Linked DNA regions of Sus scrofa: region 2 is linked to region 1. The links are chromatin contacts, called in public HiChIP or PLAC-seq maps. All regions are on one chromosome and are shown on one strand. The core of a region is the stretch at or near the end of the contact, and the rest is flanking DNA. Distances in the headings are between cores, read along the strand shown.

Evidence for each region. HiChIP or PLAC-seq counts read pairs in DNA pulled down with a chosen protein or histone mark.
Region 2: an H3K27ac HiChIP or PLAC-seq map of skeletal muscle shows a contact between it and region 1, with 3 times the contacts expected there. The contact joins two enhancer-like sites. A contact is called at or near these places in 3 of 47 Hi-C or Micro-C datasets (embryonic fibroblasts, epiblast stem cells and skeletal muscle) and 1 of 2 datasets of contacts at active chromatin or transcription factors (skeletal muscle).

What each region holds. Positions count from the first base shown.
Region 1 is chr12:31,606,882-31,614,525 of Sscrofa11.1, reverse strand. All of the region lies in intron 2 of HLF (hepatic leukemia factor), which reads right to left. Among named protein-coding and RNA genes, the nearest start is that of HLF, 21 kb to the right of the region's middle. Within about 2 kb of position 4,440, at least 42 of the 83 cell types and tissues checked have an H3K27ac peak or open chromatin away from gene starts, as enhancers often do. A contact at or near this core is called in skeletal muscle, where this site is marked.
Region 2 is chr12:31,794,744-31,802,387 of Sscrofa11.1, reverse strand. No RefSeq gene overlaps it. Among named protein-coding and RNA genes, the nearest start is that of MMD, 75 kb to the right of the region's middle. Within about 2 kb of position 4,972, at least 3 of the 83 cell types and tissues checked have an H3K27ac peak or open chromatin away from gene starts, as enhancers often do. A contact at or near this core is called in skeletal muscle, where this site is marked.

The sequences.
Region 1 (7,644 bases), core at 3,191-5,690:
CATCTGTGAAAGGGTCACAATAATAGCACCTACCCAGTACGAATAATAGCAGTACCCAGAGGTTGTCCTGAGTTTAAACGAGGTAACACATGCAAACCTCCTAGCTTAGTGCCCAGGCTACAGGAAGCACTAGAAAAGGGTTAGGTGTCTCTGCATGGTTTCTTTTCTCTCCATCCGAGGGGAACTCTGTGTTCAGAGAAAAACTGCTGTACACTGTTGACTGCCTGACTCTCAGGATCTCACCAGGCAGATGGCACAATGGTGACTGGTTAACTGCCCGGTCCGGCTGCCACACAGAACCGGGACCCCCATGACACCTGTCTTCAGGCTGCACCACGCCCTTCCTTGAATGCTGGTTTTGTGTAGTTAGTTGTCTGTTTTTCTTTAGCACCCAGGGAAGAAGATCACTCTGCTGTGGCCTGTCCTGGGGTTTAGGGATCCTCCTCTTACATTCCCAAGGGAAACACCCAGAAACTGTGCCAAAGAGCTGCCTGCCCACCCTCTGTCAAAGTCTAACCAAGGGGAATGCGGTGTTCTGATGAACCAGCCTGGATTTCTTCTCTAACTAGACTAAAACCAGGCTTATTTATTAATACAAAGGGGCAGGAGGAATTCACACCTGAGAAAGCAGATTTGGAATTATTTCTGATCTGCCTTACAAATTTATACACAGCTCTTTTTTTATAAAAGTTCACCCAGATGCCAACTTAATCTATAATGTTTACATTCATAGACGAATATATAGATAAATTTAAATATTTATATGGTAAATATGTCAAATTGTTAATTCTGGATAATGGAAGAAAGGTGCTTGGTATGTATGTCTTAATATTTTAAATCTGAAAATACGCCTCAGTTGTTTGAATAATTTTCTGCACTATTCTTTCCAGAGCCTTTGCAATCTTACCCTGGTAGGAGGGAGGTTATTTTCCCCAACATTCTACATGGCAAAGTGAGACATGGTAAAATGAATAGCACCAGTGCATGTAGGAAGGGTCAGGCATCAATGGGTGTTGCCAGAAGCTTCACACTTGTTTCCCTGCGCACAGAGCGGGTAAGGGGCTTAGAATGCATTCTGCTCAGGGAGAATCCAGCCATCACTTGTTCCAGCTCTTGACTTTCTGCTGTGGGAGCAGTGAGCCAGGAGGATTCTCCCACCACCAGCAGACCCCTCAGTGGGGGCTGCAGGTGCCTCTGGTGTGGACGGAAAGGGGACCAAGGCCCCCTCTTCTCCAGGAGCACCACGTACATCTGAGTGACTCCAACCCGCTGGCTACCAAGGGTGAAAGCACCATTCCATAAACCAAATCCTATGCTTAAGAAAGGTATACCCTAACCTGCCACCCAGAGAGGCATCTTCCAGCATCTACGATCCAAAGAAATATAAGTTTTTTTTTTTTTTTTAATCTACACCCCTTTCCATTCCTCCCCTCCCCCAGCCCAACATGGAATTTCTCTACTTACTCACTTAAAATTCCAACCAAGAACCTGTTAGATGAGTTTTTTTTTTTTTTTTTTTTTTTTTTGTCTTTTGTCTTTTTGTTGTTGCTATTTCTTGGGGCGCTCCCGCGGCATATGGAGGTTCCCAGGCTAGGGGTTGAATCGGAGCTGTAGCCACTGGCCTACGCCAGAGCCACAGCAATGCGGGATCCGAGCCGCGTCTGCAACCTACACCACAGCTCACGGCAACGCCGGATCGTTAACCCACTGAGCAAGGGCAGGGACCGAACCCACAACCTCATGGTTCCTAGTCGGATTCGTTAACCACTGCGCCACGACGGGAACTCCCGTTAGATGAGTTTTAAGAACTCTCACAGGTGCTCTGGGACTACCGTACAGGCTGGAGCTGCTGACTTCCAATTGTGTCTCTCATTGAAGATGGAAAATTAGGAGTCAGTAACCACTCTGATGTGCAATCTCTCATCTGAAAACACTCTTTATCCTTGGCTATGAAACAACTGATCAAAAAAACAGCTAGATGTTGACATGGAAGAGCAGCTCGCTGAGGCCTCCTGGTGAGCCCTGGCCCTGGGACCACATCCACCCACAGGGGTCTGTCTGCAAGTCACCTCCTCGGAGACCAGCCTTGCTGAGCTCTGCCCCAAGGGGCTCATCAAGCTCTCCTGACCCTTTGCAGAGACTCGCCACGATGAACTGCACTCTGCTCTCCCACTGAAGGTAACGTGAGCACAAGGACTCTTTTAAATATAAGGAAAGTAATGTCTTTGTTATTTCAATCATTCAACAACGTTTACTGAGGAAACACTTTCACCAACTACAGTGTAAAGCTTGGGCTTAGGTGCTGGAGAGAAAAGCCCTGTCCCTGCCTCTGAGACACCTGCCAGCCGACGGCAGAGTCCATACAAGTGCTTTGGGGAAGATGAGGGTCAACACACCCTCACCTGTTTTATGCAAAAACAAAAAAAACAACCACCCTGCAGGATTCAAGTACTTGCACTAATACAAGAACAGGCCAGACTCAGGCCCAACCACTTCACCTACCGATTTTCAAAGTAGTCCCAAAAGAGTCAATTCTGAGTGACAAGTGTCCTGCCATGATAAGGCGCTAAGAAAAGCACTGTGCATTGCTTCAGTTAACTATAACATGAAATTACACTCCCCAAACACTTCCCCAAGCAAGAGCAGAGGGGAGAAGCCTCGAGGTGCTGTCCTGCTGAGTGGCAGGTGGCAGCTAGCCAAAGCTTATTCATTCACCTCCACCAATGCAGAAAGCGGAAGATCCACACGACAAACCTGCCACGGCCAGCAGATCAGACCGTCTCAGTCGCCGGCCATGACTTCTGACCATCAAAAAGAAAAGTGTGACTAAAGAATACCTGTCTTGTTTATAAGCGGAAGGGGAACAAAGCTTCAAATAAACTTCTGAACTTCAACCATTTCTCAACACTTTCAGGAGACCTCTCTGAAACTGCAGGACGACTTTTATCTTTCCAATTACCTTATCTGACCTCACCTGAAATGACGGATGTGATTGCAACAGTTTCATTCTGTGAAGTAGCACTCTTTCCACCCCCCACTGAGCTGAGGCCTCTGCAGCCCTACCAGAACTTATCATTTTTTTTTAAAGCTAATCACCTGCAGGTTTCTGAGACAAGTGGAATGGGTTTCTGCCACCTCCCTTCTGCAGAGTAAGCAAAAGCTTCACCAGGTGACTAGCAGGAGACTGCAACCTGGTCCCCCCACAGTTCTGGGCATCCTTCTCAACGGGGGAGGGAAGGTTTCCTGTGGGTGGCGCGTCCTATGAAGCAGAAACTGGCAAATGCATCTTGCTGAGAAAAATTTCTTTAAATCTTGATAAGTTGTCGCTTGGCTGGATGGGACTGATGGCAAAAGCAATATCCCAAAGCAGTGAACACTAGGTCAGAACAAGGCTTGGCACTTGGGAAATCCCCATGGAATTTATAGGTTGGCACAATGAGGAAGAGTTTGTTTTCAATTTTTGTGCTTCAAGATGGATCTATGTCATTGAGAAAAGAGGAGTCAGCATTATTCCAAAAAAATCTTTGTTTTCTAACTATTCCAATCTTTCCCAAAAAGGTTTTAAAATTTCAGAACCAAATTTCCTTTCAAAACCAAGTCAGGCTTAAGGCATCCACCTGTAAGAACTGATTATATTCAGGAACACCCAATTCCTCTTTTTGAAATTAGATATTTGTGTTATTAAAGGCAAAATGATCAGTTTGGCTCCTGAGTGAGATGGAGATGGGAGCAGAGGTGGAGAAGGGAGAGTATTACAAAATGGTAAAGTACAAGGGAGAAAAAAAAAAAAAAAAAAAAGGAAATAAAAATAGACCAGTAAGGGAAAACTGAATGGAAGAGGTTCCTTTGTTTATTTTAACAGTGTTTGCCATTCCAGGAGGCTTGGTGAAGTTCTTTCCTTCAATGCTTGGCCTTGGACCAGCATTTGAAAAGTCTTAGATCTCTGGAAAGGAAGATTTGGACAACAAAGTTGTTTTATCTGGGAGGGTAACTAGTTTACTCAAGGGTTCCAGGACTTTGGTTTTGATGTTATTACCTTGGCCTAAGTTTCTCTGTCCCAGGCAGTCCTGGCTGTGTTTACTGATTTAGGAAACAGGGAGCCTGGGGGTGGGGGAGGGCTTCTCTCTGGTGCTGCTGCCACACTCAGAAGATCCCCTGACTCCCTGGGCACCTTGAAGACAATAAATGCGGAGAAAAGTCAAGCATTTTTTTTTTAAAGGTCCCATCTCTCGACACTCATAAGAGGGAAATAACACTTCGCTAACTTACTCCCCAAATAGACACCGCCGTGGATGTTCTGCCAAGGAGTGATGCGAAAGTGTGTTCCAAAGTGAAATGTAAGCTTGGCCCGGTGCCCAGCTCTCGGCTGTATTCTGCACAGAGCGCTGCAGGCTGGCGAAGCAAAGGAGCACATTTCTCTCCATGTGACGGCGCGAGCCAGGCAGCCCAAGCAGATTTCTTTGTGTTAATAAAATGTGATCTCTAGACTGTACACACCAGCAGCCCTGGGGAAACATGAGCCAACGAGAAGGACCCAAGGAAACCCATGGCCCTGGCTGAGAAGGGACCGCAGGTGTCGGCAAACTTGGTTGTACTGAGGAAAGGCATCCAGGCCCGGCAGGTGCTGAAGGAACACAGGGTCAGAGGTGGAAGGCGGGTCAGGGCGCAGGTGAACACTGATTAAGACACAAAGACAAACACCATCCTGTGCCAAGGCTCGTTCTTTCTTCACAGGTCACAGGCGCAAGTCCTCCAGGGACACCTTCTCAAGATTTGGAGCTGACCCACGGTACAGATCACCCCAAGTAGGGCAGGAATTTGGCTCCTGGGTTAAACTGTGGGTACTCTGGTCTGGTGGAAGGTGTGGCAAACAGACATAATTCCAAGAGCTTGCATTCGTGGGCAGCTCCCACTCTATCACAACTGTGGCCTTGGCCTCCTCTGACACCAGGAGGGGGTCACTGCTCAGGGTCTCAAGCCTGTCCATTTACATCTTTGGGGCAGCAAAGTGGAGGGGGTGCGGTCATAGGCTGAGGAGGAAAGTGGGGACTAGTAGCTCTGCTCTCTGGGCCCCTTTCAACATATTAGATCCCATCATCCCCAGACTTTCCAAGTTACGGTGCTCTCCAGCCGTCTGGATCTTCCCAATCTGGAGAGTGTTAGGGCTGGAAGGTACGGGGGCGGGGGGGGGGCAGAGGCCGAGTGCCAGGTCGCCAGGAGCTTCTGAACCTCTCAGGGACTGGGCTGGAGACTGCAGGAGTTTAAGAGCCAGCGGGCTCCTCTGGCTGAAGGGAGTGGAAGGTCCTAGAAGACACTGCTCTTCCCCCCCCCCCCCGCCCCCCAGCGCAGCAGCAGCCCAGCCCTCAGGGTCCTTGACCATGGGGTATGCAATCAGCCATAGCCAGCTAATTACGGGCAGCTGAGTTGATGAGCACCTCCCAGGCCCAGGTGAGCCTTCACCTTGGTTAATCTGCAAACCGGTTAATCAGCCTCAGGATATTTGAGTTAATCGTGTGCACAGCTCAAGTGCAGTCACTGGAAACAGCAGGAAACTGCAGTAGCAGGGGATGGTAGGTCCACTCTCAGGGAACTCTTTGCTAGACTTTCCATTGACAATGTTTAACCTTGAGCCCACTTCACCCACTGCTCCAACCCCTCCTGCAACCTACCCCTTGTCATAGCGACCCAGGTGCCTGGGAGCACACAGTAAGTGCCCAACAAATGGCAACTATTATTAATCCACTGGTGTCGTTCATGGATTTAAAGTTAGGGGACTAGGAGGTCTCCAAGCCACCTGGCTAGCTAGGGGACACATACTGGGACAGCTGTGAAAAGTACGACACTCCCCCTCAAGGGTGCTTTACAGAAAGAAAAATCCGCAGAGTTCAAACATCACTAGGAAAGCAGATCGACAGTACAAAAACATAAAAAAGCACATTCCAAAACCGAAGAGAAATAAGCTTCAGAATGACTTGCATGGATAACTGAGGGTCATCCCCAATTTTAAGTAGACGAGTAAATTCTTCAATGCCCTCTTAAGGAAAGTGACAGAACTTGTGTTTTAAATGTCAGGCATCAGTGTGTGAAGTACGAGGGCCCAGACTCCTGGTCCTTTCAAGGCCGGGTTTCCAGGGAGTCCGCAGCATGATCACTGGCCACACAGCTTGCCAGGCTCTGTGGTTTGTGGCTGCCTCTGTTGAGTAGCAAGCACCCCTAGGATGTGCTCCACTGGAGTATCCGCAGGCACCTGACAGGGACTGTTGGCATCACCGCTTCCCTCGACCTCATAACTCCTGTCCTGGGACCACGGTGCAGAATCAACGGACTTCCCTCCCTCCATCTGGGAAGCCGACCAGGCTGCGTCTCCCACTGAGAGCAAAAGAGTGCATGCCAGGGGCTTGGAAAAACACTTTTCCAGGACACCGGAAACAGCACTGGCCTGACTCTTTGATCTTTTGCCCACTGGAGGGCCACTGTCCTGAAGGATCTTCTCAACCTGCTCTGTCAGGACAGCAAATACCTGGCACAAATAACGGTCCCAACTAAGCCCAGGGCAGACATTCCTCATCAATCACAGAACTCTTTCCACTGAGCCCAGACCACGTTTCGGTCTCTGAAATGACATTCCAGGCACCTACTAATCCACTGAAACTGGCTGAGGTGAAACCTACAGCACGGAGAGCTCCTTCAAACCGGAATCCAGCCACCCAGAGGTGCAAACCGAGAACATAGCTGGCCACTGCCCTTCTAGAAAAGCTGCATCAAAGCCAGTGCAGGGCCTTGGGGTTTTCCTTTTTTGCTTTTATAGAAATTTTATTGTCTGGCTAATAAAACACGCTTTTAGAAAAATCTAACCCTTGGAGCAATGATTCCAGCCAGATAACTTGCTTTCAGGGTTACTCTGGAAGGCTGAACACCAGAAAGAAGCCAGCAGTTCCCATTCAGAATGAAGACCACTTTTTAAGGAAGCAACCAGCTTTAATACTATTGCCTTCCCCTCCCTCCTGCCCCCACAACCTCGCAAAGGTGTCAAATGTCTTTTGCTTTTCAGTCTTAGTTTTTTGTTTCCTTTTTTTTTTTTTTTTTTTGGTCTTTTTGCCTTTTCTACGGCCACTACTGTGACATATGGACGTTCCCAGGCTAGGGGTTGAATCAGAGCTTTAGCCACCGGCCTACACCAGAGCCACAGCAACTCAGGATCCGAGCCTCATCTGCAACCTACACCACAGCTCATGGCAACACCAGATCCTTAACCCACTGAGCAAGGCCAAGGATCGAACCGAAACCTCATGGTTCCTAGTCGGATTCGTTAATCACTGAGCCACGACGGGAACTCCTTGTTTGTTTCCTTTTTATGGCCACACCTGTGGCCAGGCTAGGGGTTGAAGGGGAGCTACAGCTGAGGCCTACGCCACAGCCATGGCAACACCGGATCCGAGCCACATCTGCAACCTACACCGCCGCTCGTGGCAACACCAGATCTTTAACATGCTGAGCAAGGCCAGGGATGAAACCTGCATCTTCACAGAGACTACGCAGGGACCTAAACTTGTTGAGCCACAGTGGGAACGCCAACAATCTTAGTTTCTGAACTCTACCATCCTTTATGAGTGACAGAATATCAGACCTTTAATCCACTGGCTA
Region 2 (7,644 bases), core at 3,723-6,222, 190 kb before region 1:
TGCCAGATCCCACCCACATCAGAGAACCACACTGCAGCTTGGAGCAGCACTGGATCCTTAACCCACTGAGCAAGGCCAGGGATCAAACCCTGCATCCGCATGAATACTAGTTGAGTTCTCAACACGCTGAGCCACAACAGGAACTCTCAAACTGCTACTTCTAAATGTATCTTTCCCCTTTATCCACTGGACTTGACCCCCTGACACCTTTTCCTTTTTTCTGTCATCTGGCCACTCCCTGACCACTCCCTGCTCATCAAGAGCTTTAGAGCTCAGCTGGCTTCCTTCTCTTCACTCTTATTCTTTGACCTTCTTGGCAATTTGAACAGTTCTCTGCCCTGGGAAATTTTTTACTACTCAACTGAGAGCCTGTGCCCTTCACTCCACCTCGGCCATCCACACTCTCAGGCTTCATCACTGATAACAACACGCCCTGCTAAATCTCAATGTCAGTCATGCGCTTCTCCACCCACCACCTCCACCCCTCCCAGGGGATGGGCTCAGGTCAGGTCTCTGCTCCAAGCCTCTCTTGACCACCTAGGGACCACTGCATTGACCTTACCACTTACCACCACTCCACCCGCTCTTATGTCCTCTTCTCCCTCCATCTTAGAAGTTTGATCTAGAAGTTTCCTACCCTCTTTTTTCACCCTCTTAAAACTCCAATCTTCTTAACCAAATTATCCACCTACTTTGAGCTAAAGTTCATGGTTTTTTTTGGCATACAGAAGTTCTGGGGCCAGGGATCACACCCCTGCTGCAGCAGTGACAATGCCAGATCCTTAACCTATGGGTTACCAGGGAACTCCCAAACATCTCACTTTAAATTCGTAATGACTAACCTCAACTCAGCACTGCCCAGCACGCCGACCCTATTTCTCTAGGATATTTGTTTTCTCTTTCTCCAACATAAATATTTCAAAACTTCTCCTGATTTTCAACCACATGTCCCTTACACAATCTCTGCTAATGACTTTCACTCATTCCTGAGTAAAAAACAAAGCAAAACAGAGCTCAGGAATCAAATGACACTAACCTCATCTTCCTACCACTAAAGCCACTCAAAACCCATTTTTCTTCTCTCTTGAAACGATGGAAGAATTGCCCCGGCCCCTCGCTGGACCATTTTTTCCATGTTTACTCTGGATCTCATCCCCACTCAAGGAACTTGCTCCTATAATTTTCCCTTCTCTCTTGGGTTGCCCCTTCACAACTGGATAATTCCCATTGGTTCACATAGATGCTTTAATATCACTCATATAAAAAAACTTTGTTTTAACCCTTCACTCCCACACTGGCCTCCAGCTACTTCCCTTTCTCTGCAATCTTTCACAACCCAACTCCTCAAAATCATCTATACTCGGGGCATCTACTTTCTTACCTTCTTTTCTCAACCTACTTTTTGAGATTTCTTTCCTTATACCCATCCTCCAGGAAAAACTTGGGTTTTTATCAAGTCTTGGAAACAATGGTCAATTCCCTGTTCTCATATTGCCCAATCACTTTGACTTCCTTGGCTACTTCCTTTTTGCACCCACTTTCCCTGGATTTCCCAGACACCGTGCTCCCTTGGCTTCATTCTCACCTCACTGGCTGTGCCTCTGTTTCACTTGTCGGCTCCTTCTTCCCAGATGGCTCTCTCAGTGTTGGAATACTCTGGACCCTGTCCTTAGCCTTCGTCTCTTCCCTATCTGCACTGCCTCCCAATGTCATCTCCTCCAGTTTTGTCACTATGAACAGTCCCTGTAGATTGCTAACTCAAAAATCTGTACCTACAACCCAGACCTTTGTACTGAGATGCAGACCCAGACATCCAGCTACTCCTCAGCACCTCAAATTTATCCAATCCTAAGGAGAACTCTTGATTCACCCCCAAACCAGGCGTGTGCATATCACCAAGTGGAAACCCCATATATGGTATCCATATATACCTCATCACTAAGGCCAAATGCCTCCTTCTCTCATCACTTACATCCCATGCTCAGCAAGTGCAACATATATTTTTCAAATCCAAGCCACTTCTTAGCATCTCCACCAAGACTCCAGTCCCCGCTGCCACCACACCTCACCCACAACATGGCAACAACCCCCCTCCGATCCCTCTTCTCCCACTCCTGTCTCGCTATAACTCAACTCCTGAAGATCAGCCATAGAGAATTTCTCCAAGAGTAAGTGTGCTCAGTGTCACTACTCTATCTAAATCTCTGATAGCTTCTTGCGGCAATTAGGATAAAATACAAACTCTCTCAGGGTAGCTCACCAAGCCCTCTGTGATCTGACCCTTCATTAATCTAGTACATCTTTGTTATAGAGATGGAATATTCTCCTTCCCACTGTGCCTTTTCTCACACTTCTGCTTTTTTCTCTCTCTCTGTTTTTATTATTTTATTTTATTTTCTCCAGTTTTATTGAGATATAATTGACATTTATGTCAAACCATCACATTGTGCACCTTTGTCATTAACTGGTGAGGAATTGCCCATGACATAAGGCATCACCATCACCAAAACACCCTTCTTCTCTACTCACTTCTCTTGGATTGAAAATGCTGAGGATAGGAGAGAAATAAGGTTTGATGTGTCCTGGATCTATATACAGGGGCGGGCAGATGGTGGAGTTGGTTGTAGAAATGCCCAACTATCCTTAAACATTCTCTGTTCCATAATTTAAGTCCTGATTATACCCTGCATGGAAGACCGTACAAATACTGCTAAATCCAGCTCCATCTACCTGATAATTAGTAAGAGTCTCTCAAATTCCGGTATTATGTTGTCATTCCAATTTATTTTAAATCTATGTAAAACTTACAGCCCTGACTCAAGTATACCAAACCCATTTTCCTTCATTTCTCTGATAGTAAAATAGTTTGAAATCCCCATACCTGCCAATGGTGAAAATTCAGCCTCGCCAATAAAAACCAACTCAATGACTTCTTATCTAAAGCTTCATCTTTGGGGAAGTAAATACCCATTCAAGTTCTGGATTCCCCCTTGCCCCTTCTTCCCTCCTCCTTTCTGGGAAACATCTAAATTCCAGGGGTCTTAGGACCCAGCTTTAGGGAAAGGAGCATGTGGGGTACCTATTTGCATTTGTCTTCAGTGTCCCTGTGTCTTGTCCAGTCTGTTCTTCGTGTCGCATCAGATTCTGCATCAGCCACATCACTGCTCATGTCGAAGCCTCCAGGCCCTCAGCCATCAATCTGCTCACCCAGTGCCCTTTGGTAGAACTATAAGCCCTTTTAAATCAGACGTCTCTCAACTCTTACATCTTAATCCCATTCGGATGTCCTGGAAACTCTTGGCTATTTTCCTTGACCATCTTGATATGCCTTCAATTGTAAAGTAGCCCCAGCTTAAATAATTAGCCACTTTTCTTGGAAATTGCTCTCCACTATTCCTGCACACTGCCACTCACTGTCACATAGGGCATAGGGCCTCTCCAAGCATCTGACACTCTCCCAGAGACATACTGTGGAATTAAATCCCAAGCCTTTCTGCCGTGGAGTAATTCTACAGTCTCTCCACCAATAGGTGGTGTGGGGGAAGGGAAGGGCTCTTGCTACCTGCCCCTGAAATCTCCCTCTCCACCTGACTGACTTAGATAGGAAAGCTGCTCACTTTCTTCACTTTCTCTTTCCTCCACTTTGGCCTATGATATAAATCCATGTTTGTGGTCTCTCGATACACAAAGCTGATATTTTATCATTTTAAAAGTGGCCTTTGTTCTACCTGCAACACCTGGCTCTCCGCCTACAGACTTTGGTATAAATTTACAGACGTCTACAAAGAAGCTCAAGAATAATGAATGTGACTCTTCCAGGATGTATCCTTCCCGAGATTCACTGAAATCCTGGATGATGAAGGTGAAAAGAAATGAGTTCAAATAATTCTAGGGATGGGGAGAAGGGAGAAGCAATACCTTAGCCTCTTTAAAATATCATCCCCTGCTACACCGCTTTTTTATTTATTTCATAGATCTTTCTATTTTTCTGCACCTTCCGAGGAATTTCCCTGGGAAGATAAAAGGCTACATCAGGGGCTGTCAACCAGTTTTGATTTTTAACTGAAGGTCTTGTGTGTTTATTTTTTTAGTGGAAGCAATTTTTTTTCTTCTATTTATGGCTGCCCCTGTGGCATATGGAAGTTCCCAGGCTAGGGGTCAAATTGGTGCTGCAGCTGCCAGCCTACACCACAGCCACAGCAATGTTGGATCTGAGCCACATCTGCCACCTACACTGCAGCTTTTGGCAATGCCAGATCCTTAACTCACTGAGCAAGGCCAGGGATCAAACCCTCATCTTCACAGAAACATCAGGTCCTTAACTCGATAAGCCACACTGGAAGCTCTGAAAGCAAATTTCACATACAGGGGAAGTTCCCATTGTGGTGCAGTAGAAATGAATCCGACTAGTATCCATGAGAATGCAGGTTTGATCCCTGGCCTCGCTCAGTGGGGTAAGGTGGTGTAGGTCACAGATGCAGCTCAGATCCTGCATTGCTGTGGCTGTGGCATAGGCCGGCAGCTACAGCTCTGATTCAACCCCTAGCCTGGGAACTTCCCTATGCCACGTGTGATGCCCTAAAAAGAAGAAAAACAAAACAACAACAAAAAAAAAAAAAAAAACACCTACAGGAATTTTCTTTCCTCTCTGGCATTTTCTCCATGGAGACTTTACCTGAGCTTAAAGAGCAAGCAACCAAACCAGAGCTAGAGGTGCAAGTACCAAAAAGAAGCGGAGGGAGGTCTGTCCAAAGTGAACTTTGTCTCCCTCTCAGTGCGCTCCAAGCCAAGCCTGGTTTTTTCAAAGCATTAGAGAGCGGGTGTATCTGTTCCTACTGTAATGAACTACCACAAACTGGGTCACTTAAGGCAACAGAAATGTATTCTCTGACAGTTGTGGAGACTCGAAGCCTGGAATCAGGGTGTCAGCAGGTTCAGTTCCTTCTAGAGGCTCTGTGGGAACCTGCCCCGAGCCTCTCTCCTGGTTTCGGGTGGCTGCCAGACATGCTCAGCCCTAGCTGGCTGGCAGCTTCCTCACCCCAATCTCTGCCCATCTCCATGCAGCCTCCTCCTTTCTGTGTGTCTGTGTCTCCACATCGCCTCCTTCTAAGGACACCAGTTCTGGATTTAAGGCCCACCCGCATCCACCATGACCTCATCTTAACTCATTACTTCTGCAAAGACCCTCTTTCCAAATAAAGTCCCATTCTGAATTTCTAAAAGTATGTGAAGTTAGACAGAGGTATATTCGACCTAGTACAAGTGGGAAAAATATCTTGAGGTTGCTCGGTGATAATACGTGGAAGGGAGTTCCCACTGTGACTCAGCCATAATGAACCTGACTAGTAACAATGAGGATGCAGGTTCAATCCCTGGCCTCACTCAGTGGGTTAAGGATCCTGTGTTGCAGTGGCTGTGGTGTAGGCCGGAAGCTGCAGCTCCTATTCAACCCCTAGCCGGAGAACTTCCATATGCCGCAGGTGCCCTAGAAAGCAAAAAGAAAAAAAGAAAAAAATCATGGCAGTATTTTTCCAGAAGCTCCCAGGTGAACCTTTCAGTAGATTCAGACTGGGAAGTCAAGAGGGGCAGTGGATTAGAGAAGTGGAGTCATGTTCTCTCAGCACAAATTTTTAGGTCAAGGGGACTTTTGAAAACATAGATGGCTAGCATAGGGTTTTTAGGATGATTGCCATTCTCACTTTTTCTAGCATCTATGACATCTAGACCTCTTTCATCTTCCTCTCTATCTAGTCAGTATCTGCCATGAAAATGAACTAGATTAGACTTCAAAACTTGGCTTGAACTCTTATTATTATCATTTACCATCTGCTTGACCCTAAGCAAATCACTTCCCTGAACCTCAATATCCTCAACTGTAAAATAATTAAACTTCTAAAGACTTTTTTGTAAGTTTCTGACATGTTTAACCTCTGAAGTTATTAAAAATTAAAACTACTAAAACTTTCAATACAATGTTGCATTGTATTGAAGAAGCAAGGCAGTGTGTCATATCAGAGAAAAATGCCTATCCAGAATAGTTAAAATACAAAAAACTATTTTGGTGTTTTAAGAAATAACTTCTTGTTGCCTAGAAATGCAACTGCTACATGCAGCACATATTTATCTGTATTGGCCGATGTTCTGGGTCAGCAGATAGAATGGCTGTACTGTGAGCGAGTGTGCACACAACTGAGAGCCCAGGGAATATCTCTCTGATTAGGCCTCAAATGCCCCATAGTGTTGCTGAAATCTCTGCTGTCTCTGTACAGCAGTGCCAAATAGAAGCCAGGAGACAGAGGTGGAGGAAACAGAAAAAGCAGTTTTAACTGCCCAGCAAAGAGGGGAACACAGCAGGCTAGTGCCTCAATGACTGTGGCCCCCCACCTTGGAGGAGGTAGTGAGGAGTCTTACGGTGTGTGAGGAGCAGGGCATGATCAGCTCTTGGACATTTTGCTGATTGATGGGGATGTCACTGGGCATCAGCATCACCAACCTTCTGATTCCAACTGGTCTGGGGTCTACATGCTTGTGGGCTGCATACAGTTGACTTCTTCCACCCAGTGGGGGCTTTAGCACCTGAAAAACCACTTCAGGGACATGGCTCAGCATATTATGTATAGTCCTTGACTGTTGAATGAATGAATGATTGTTTTCTTTTTTCTCTGTATTTTTTTCACTTCTCTGATTAAATTGGTTCTTGACTCAAGTTTTTCTGTAGATAAAAAGGAAGGTAGAAGGCATGAGTGGGAGATCCACTCTGGGAAGGCCTCACAGGGTCCTGCATGGTTACAACTGCACATAGCACATATCTATGTAGATATTTGATTTATATTTCAAGTAGGAGAAAAGAGAAGTGGAAGAAGGGAATAAGAATGAGCTAATTGGAATCCATTGTCTCTCAGAGCCTCACGTTCCTATTCCTAAGATGCACCTGATGCTCCCCCTCTTCACGAGTGCCCTCCACCTAGCCAGGGCATGCAGCGCAGCTTCAAGCTCCAAAGAACCGAGCAGACCGCCACCATGCTAAGTGCACAATACGTGTTTGCAAATGAATGAATTCCTGATTCCCCATTCCACATCCTGACTTCCTCAAGGGGGTGATCTGAAAGGTGGCTTGTTATTATTACCTCTGACACCCTTTCCCATTGATTAGAGAAGAGCCCTCCAGCTGGCCCGGGTTTTTTGTTTGTTTTTTTCTTTATTTAGCAATCTCTGCTTTGGCCACTAGAGGGCACAAGAGGAAAGTTCTTTAACTATCAGGTAAGAAAGAAAAATTGCTTTGGAAATGTTGGTCTGAAATAGGAATAAAGCAGCCACCCCCTGGGTTAATTTAACAAACCAGGTAGCCAGCATTTCACTGAACACATTCGAGGGAAGCAAAACCTGCACAAGGCTGGATTTGAAATGACCTTTGAGCTATGGTAGACACTAAGACAAAAATACTCTGCAGCAGTTCCCTGGTGCCTAGTGGGTTAATGATCTGGTATTTCACTGCTGTGGTTGGGTTTAATCCCTGGCCTGAGAACTTCCACATGCCATGGGTGTGGCCAAAAAAAAATACGCTCTGCAGATAGTAACAAGATAGTGAACCCAAAACAATAGCCTTGAACAAAATACTCTGGGACACCACAGGAGAATAGCAGA